2 separate regions of the Macaca mulatta genome follow, and region 1 is linked to region 2. The links are chromatin contacts, called in public Hi-C maps. All regions are on one chromosome and are shown on one strand. The core of a region is the stretch at or near the end of the contact, and the rest is flanking DNA. Distances in the headings are between cores, read along the strand shown. Region 1 holds the start of GCC1 (GRIP and coiled-coil domain containing 1). Region 2 holds the start of ZNF800 (zinc finger protein 800).

The links. Hi-C and Micro-C count contacts between places; a contact is called where the count stands out from the background.
Region 1: a Hi-C map of fetal cortex germinal zone shows a contact between it and region 2, with 3 times the contacts expected there. The contact joins the promoter of GCC1 here to the promoter of ZNF800 in region 2. A contact is called at or near these places in 3 of 14 Hi-C or Micro-C datasets (blood, cortical neurons and fetal cortex germinal zone).

What each region holds. Positions count from the first base shown.
Region 1 is chr3:167,435,709-167,438,857 of T2T-MMU8v2.0, forward strand. GCC1 (GRIP and coiled-coil domain containing 1) reads right to left here and starts at 1,305. Exons shown (of 2, transcript NM_001265763.1): 1 at 1-1,305. The coding sequence starts at 890.
Region 2 is chr3:167,240,887-167,243,955 of T2T-MMU8v2.0, forward strand. ZNF800 (zinc finger protein 800) reads right to left here and starts at 1,412. Exons shown (of 6, transcript XM_015134845.3): 1 at 1,277-1,412.

The DNA.
Region 1 (3,149 bases), core at 55-2,554, 190 kb after region 2:
CGGGTCAGCTGCTTGGTCTGCAGTTCAAATCCTTCCATCTGTTCAGCTGCATATGCTCGTCCTGCCAGGGCTTCTCGGGTCTCTTCTAACCTAAGCTCCAAGTCCTGGCGCTGGGTCCTCTCCTCCTGCAGCAGCTTCTGGAGCTCACGCAGCATCAAGGCATGGTCACTCTGCTCTTGGGCCCGATCATGCTGCTGTGTGATAAGTCGGGCTTTGGTTTCTGCTATTTGCTCCTGCAGCCCCTTCAATTCTCCCTCCAGGCGGGCCCTCTCCTCCTCCGCCTTGTTACTGGCATCCTCTAAGTCCTGTTTCATCTTCTTCTTGTCAGCCACGTAAGAAGCCTCCATGCGGGACTTCTCCTGAGTGACTGTGGCCAAAGAACTAGTCAAAGTAGCCAACTGAGTCTTCAGTTGGTGCAGTCTTTTGTCCACCTCCCCAACTGCAAATGGCCCATCCCCACTGCTACTGCTAACGCCACTTTCGGACCCACTGGCCTCTTCGGACTTTGGAGGTGGTGGTCCCCGGGCCGGTCTGTCATCTTCTACCCCAAACTCACCCTTGGTGCTGGTGAGACTGGCCGCAGTATCCAAGCTAGTGGCGGTCCCAGTGCTATCCTCGCTGTGAGTGGAGCACCGGTCATCCACAGAGTCAGGAAATGTGAGGCCTGGAAGCTGGACACCTACGAGGCCCACATCTGCCTCGTGGGATACCGACAGCACCTTGATGCTGGCCTCTAGCGCCTCTTTCTCCTTCAGTAGGCTTTTATAGGCACGGACCACATCCTTGAGCCGTGCCTGATACTGGAGAAGCTGCTTCTTCTGCGTCTCTATAGTCTCCAGCAAGTCTTTCTTGCTCGGGCCGCCTCCGAAATTCATCCCAAACTTCTCCATGGAGGTTCTGAACGGATTGCCCCACGTCAGCTTTCCGGCAGAACGGGAGAGGGCCGCGAAGACGCAGGGGTGGGCTTAAAGAAACAGCTAGCGGGCTCTCCGGCGGCGGGCCGCACACCTACTCCACCCAGTTATCCCGGACCTAATGCGGATCGGCGGGAAGGACTGGAGAAAGCGGCCGCCGGGTCCCAGGCCCAGAGGGCTGGGGCGGATTCTATCCCGGAGGCGGAGCGACACTGGCACCAGAGGCGCGCGCACTGCCAGGGCTCGTCAGCGCTGGCCGAAATGCCGCTCCGCACTCTCCGCTCGTCTGGGTCACAACAGCCCGGGCCGGCCCCCTCGGCCCACGTCGGCCAGAGGCTTACGCTGACCCATCACGACTTCCTAACTACATCTGCCGACAACGGCGCTTCCGTGTCCGCTGGAAGTGACGTCAGCGATGCGCCGCAGGCTCCGCCCCCAGTGGGCGCGAGGTAGGCGGGGCCACATCGGCCCGCTGAGAATGTGCAGTGGGGCCGCGAGCGGCAAACAACAGGTTTGGGAAGGGTGAAGCCAGCAAAGTCGAAGACACCAGAGTGGTACTGGTTTTGTGAGGGCGCCCAAGCTTGACCTCGGGCTACGATCAGCGAGCGACAGAGGGCAACGTCGCACTGCATTCTTAACAAACACCCAGGTGAACCACACATCCAACGATTTGGGAGCTCAGGACCCATATCCCTAAAAGGCAACAATTAAGACTCCCATTTAGACCACGAAAACTGCACTCCTCTCTAGCACAGTGCTTGGTACCTAGTAGGCATACAGCGTAATAGTACCCTTCCTTAGTTCTGCCGAGTTGATTCAACAAATATTTATGGAGGGCACTCTATAGCCATGTCTATTCTGAGTGCCAGCTATATACCAGGAGCTCACAAGAGTTTTGCTATTTAGTCTTTACAATAATTCTTGTAAGCACTATACTCATTAGCAATATTTTACAGATATGAAAACATGAGGCAGAAAGGTTATACGTAACATGCCCAAGGTCACACAGCTAGTAAGTTTAGGAGTTCTATCCTAATCAGTCTGATTCTCAACATATCACGTGCTGTGCTAGATGGTAACACCATTAAGAGACACAACCTTGCCCTCAGGGAGCTCACAATCTAGTGAGGAACCAGATATACAAATATGTCCTGCTATCACACCAGTATGTCTGAGTATATTCAAAGTGGCATGAAAGTTAAGAGGAAAGAGGCCTGTCTAGGTGAGGCATAGAAGGCTCTTGGGAATAATACTTCGGGATTTTAAGAATGAGTCCTGATTGTCCACCTAACCAGAGATCAGGGAAACTAGCATTCCAGGTAGGTGCAAAAAATGCAAAGACCTGTAGGGTATCAGAGTTTGACTCACCTAGAAAGCATTCAGTAGCTTAGGGTATGTGAAGGAGATGACAACAGAGGGGCTGGCACAATAGGTAGGGGCTCAACTTACAGCATTTAAATTTTATCTTGGGTTATAGTAAGGCCCTAAATGGATTTTAATCTGAACAGTGGGATGTCATCAAGACTTGTATGACATGTTGGAGGGAACAAGGGGCAAGGAGACCTCTGAGGAGACTCAGTCATGGGGGAAGAGAAGGTAGTGATAACAGAGATGGAAACAAAGAGGCTGATAAAAGAGCTAAATGTAGAATTGATCTAACTTGGTGAACACTAGTTCTGTTATTATATTGGAACTCTCTAAAATGTACTCTTCAGCCTCATAAAAGCCTTCTTAGTGATGCAAATCTATGACTGAAGGAAAAAGGAAAGTCATGCACTCACTCCTATCTGTTTCCCGAAGTCTGTCCTTGGTATAGACTTTGCAGGTCAGGATGGGGCAGGACCTGGAGGTCTGTTCAGACCCCGTTTCTCAGTGGCCCAAATAACATCAAGCTGTATTATACATAACACTCAGTCACATTATCTCATCATTTTAATATTCACCATAACCCCTTAAGTTAGAACAAGTCTCCTTTTATAGATGACGAAATAACAGAAGAGTTATGAGGAGTGTTGAAGCCAAATCCTCAGGAAATGGCAGAATTAAGATTTGAACTAAAGCCTGAAACCACGTGCTGGCATGTGGTGGGTGCACAGTAAATATCTGCTGAAAAAGCAAATGAATGAGTGAAGGGTTTTTTATTCCCAGCTCAGTTTACCTCGAGTCCATAAACAATTGATCCTAGAAGCCCACTGGGAACCCAGAGTAGGCATAACAACTGCCCTTGCTCCATTG
Region 2 (3,069 bases), core at 162-2,661:
CGGAGCGCGGCGGGCACCGCCGGGCTCTGAGACTACGGAGGTGCCGCTCCCGCCGACTGCGGGCTCACGCCGCGCCCTCCCGCTACGCACGTGCGTTGGGGTCTCCCTGGCGGAGACCCCGTTCCCACAACCAAGTGCGCCCAACTTACTCAACTCCTAGGGCGGGCCGGCGGGCGGAAGGAAGGAAGGCAGGCCGGGCAGCCGCGGGGACAGCCTGGCGTGGGAGGCTGCTGCGGGCCCCACCTGGCGCAGCCTCCGCTGACCACGCGAGGGAACCGGGACTCGGGCCCGACGCGTTCCCAAAGAGTCCCCGCCGGCGCTGACGCGGAAGCGCCACAGCTCACCACGTCCCTCCGCGGGCCGAGGCGACTGCGGCGGCGGCTTACGGCGTCCTCCGCGCTGTGTGGCTAGGCGGGTGGCGCGCGGGCGGAGGCAGTTGACAGGAGGAACCGCCCGGCAGCAGCCGCCGCCGCCACCGAAGGAGCCGGAACCGGAGCGGGTAGGACCTGAGGCTCCCCTCGCCGGGGCAACGGCTGCCGCCGCAGCCCGGGTCCTTCCAGCGCCGCTCCACCTGCAACGGTCCCTCAGGCTTTAGGAGAGGGGCGGGGAAGAATGGGGGTCTCCCCCCACCTTGGGCCTTTTCGGTGGTAGTTGTTGTTTCAGGAAACTTTATTAAGTCAGTCTCTCTTTTTCTCTGTCGTTCCCTCCTCCGGAGAGCCCGAGCTACCGCCGCGGAGCGCGTAGGAAGGGGGAAGCAGAGACTCTCCGGCAGCGACAGGGAGCGACTGACTGACCCCGGACGGAGATGGGGCGAGGGCAGGAAGTGACAAGCTCACCGAGTGGGTGGGGGGAGTGTGGCCGGCACGCCCGGGAGCGCCGCGCGCATGCGCCCGGTCGGCGCCCCCGCTTGTTGGGGAGGCGACGCGCTGTACCCGCTGCGGCGGATGGGGAGGCGACCGGGTCCGCGGGCGCGAGGGCCGTGTCCAAGGGGAGGGAACCGGGGCAGGGGACACCAGGGCCGCGGCCGGAGTTTCGGGCCGACCGAGAGCCGAAGCCCAGGGTGAGGTGTGAGGTCTGCGGTGCGGCGTGCGCGCCCACGGAGACGGGTTGCTCCGCCACCAAACTGTTGCTCTCGGCGTTCTCTGTACAGTGGAACTGAAACTCGGGGAGGGTTAGGAGAGGGCTTAGGAAGCGGTGAGCAGATGTATGAGCCGTAAGTAGTGATGATCCCCAAAAGGCTGTCAGTGCATTGCTAAATGGCAAAAGTTGAACTTACTTTTTTCTTGCCAACAATTTTCGAAGCGTGCCTCCCGGAACTTGGGGGTTGTTTTATCAGGCCCAAGGGAGAGAAAGCATCTATTGGTAGCAGATGGGTATTTATCCCGGCAGCTCCGCTTCTCAAACCTGAAAGTGGAGTTGGGTCACGTGAGCTCACGCCCTTTCCCTCCTCTTCTGCGCCCGCATCCTGCTTGGAAAATCCCCGAAGATCCCAGACATCTGTCAAATTCTGCCAACCGAGGACCGCTTCTTGGGGGCGAGGGAACCGCCCCCGTCGTTTTCCTCCCAGCTCCTGGAACGTAATTCTTGCTCTTGGTGACATCAAGCAAATATGTGTCCACTGTCAGGAAATTTTAAGAGAATAAAGCCCATTCGCCTTATCTCCGATCCTCCCCAAGATCCACTGAAAACCTTTCCAGTTGGTCCAACTTAAGCTGCCATTGTGCGGGGTCCTGGAAAAACTGAAGTTTAGTAGATAGACTTTGTTTAGAAGAGAAAAAGTTTAGTTTTCAAAATCCAAAGGAAAGTTTGTAAATTAATACATTTGTTACTTTAAAAACCAGGCGCAGTGGCTGGTGCTTGTAATCCCAGCACTTCGGGAGGTCAAAGCGGGAGGATCGCTTAAGCCCAGGAGTTAAAGACTAGCCTGGCAACATGGCAAAACCCCCTCTCAACCAAAAAAAAAAAAAAAATAGCCGGGCAGGATGGCGCATGCCTGTGGTCCCAGCTACATAAGAGGCTGAGGCAGAGGGTGGGGGACGGTGGTGGATGGCTTGGGTCCAGGAGGTGAAGCGTTTGCATTAGGTCTCCGGGGATTGCAGCAGCTTGATTATAGGGGATGACAAGAAAAGGATAGAAAGATGATCTTAAACACACACTAACCAGTCCCATAAGCGGTATGATCATATATATCGGTCCAAGAGTCGAGAGGCATCACTTAACGTGAAACTAAAACATGAAATGCCACAGTTTATAAATTAATGTAAAATAAGTTATGATACTTCTGAGATAGTGTTTGTTATGCAACCAATAAAAATCACATTTTGTATAAAATTTAGTTGTATGGGATATGCTTAAGCAACAAAGGAAGTATTTTGAAGTGTGATACTTTAACAGTGGGCTGTAACGGTGCAATTATGAACGATTTTTATTTTCTTTATTCTGTATACTTTGCAAAATTTGTAAATTAAGCATATAAAACTAATAAGCAGAAAAATTGATTTTGAAATGCAATAAGAAGGCTGTAATATGAAAAATGATATACAATAATAAAGCGCAATGTCACTCCAAAAAATGCAGTGAAAAAAGACTGAAAGAAACATAAAAATATCTATATTGGAGATCTTTGGTAAAATGTGAGGTAAAATATTTTCTGCATTTTCAGAGGATCTTTTCCTACTTTTATGTAATAAACATATTTATCATAGGCTTAAAAATGAATATGCAAGTCTAAATTGCCCTAACCCTGAAAAAGCTTTGCTTCAGATATATCAGTTGTTTGCTGACCAGGTGTGAGAAAAAAAATTAAAAAACAACAGTATGTTTTGTGAGCAAATGTAGTGTTATTTATATTCTAATGCAAAGTGGTCAGTACTAGAGAGTCCTCAAAATTGCTTGCTAACAGAGTAAGTTTAGACAATCTTTGAATGATTAGAATTAGAGTCAAGATTAAATGTGCGTGTGGGTAAAACAAATATTAAACATATCTATAAAAATGAAATAATCCGCGTGAACCCGGGAGGCGGAGGTTGCAGTGAGCCAAGATCGCGCCACCGCATTCCAGCCTGGCAA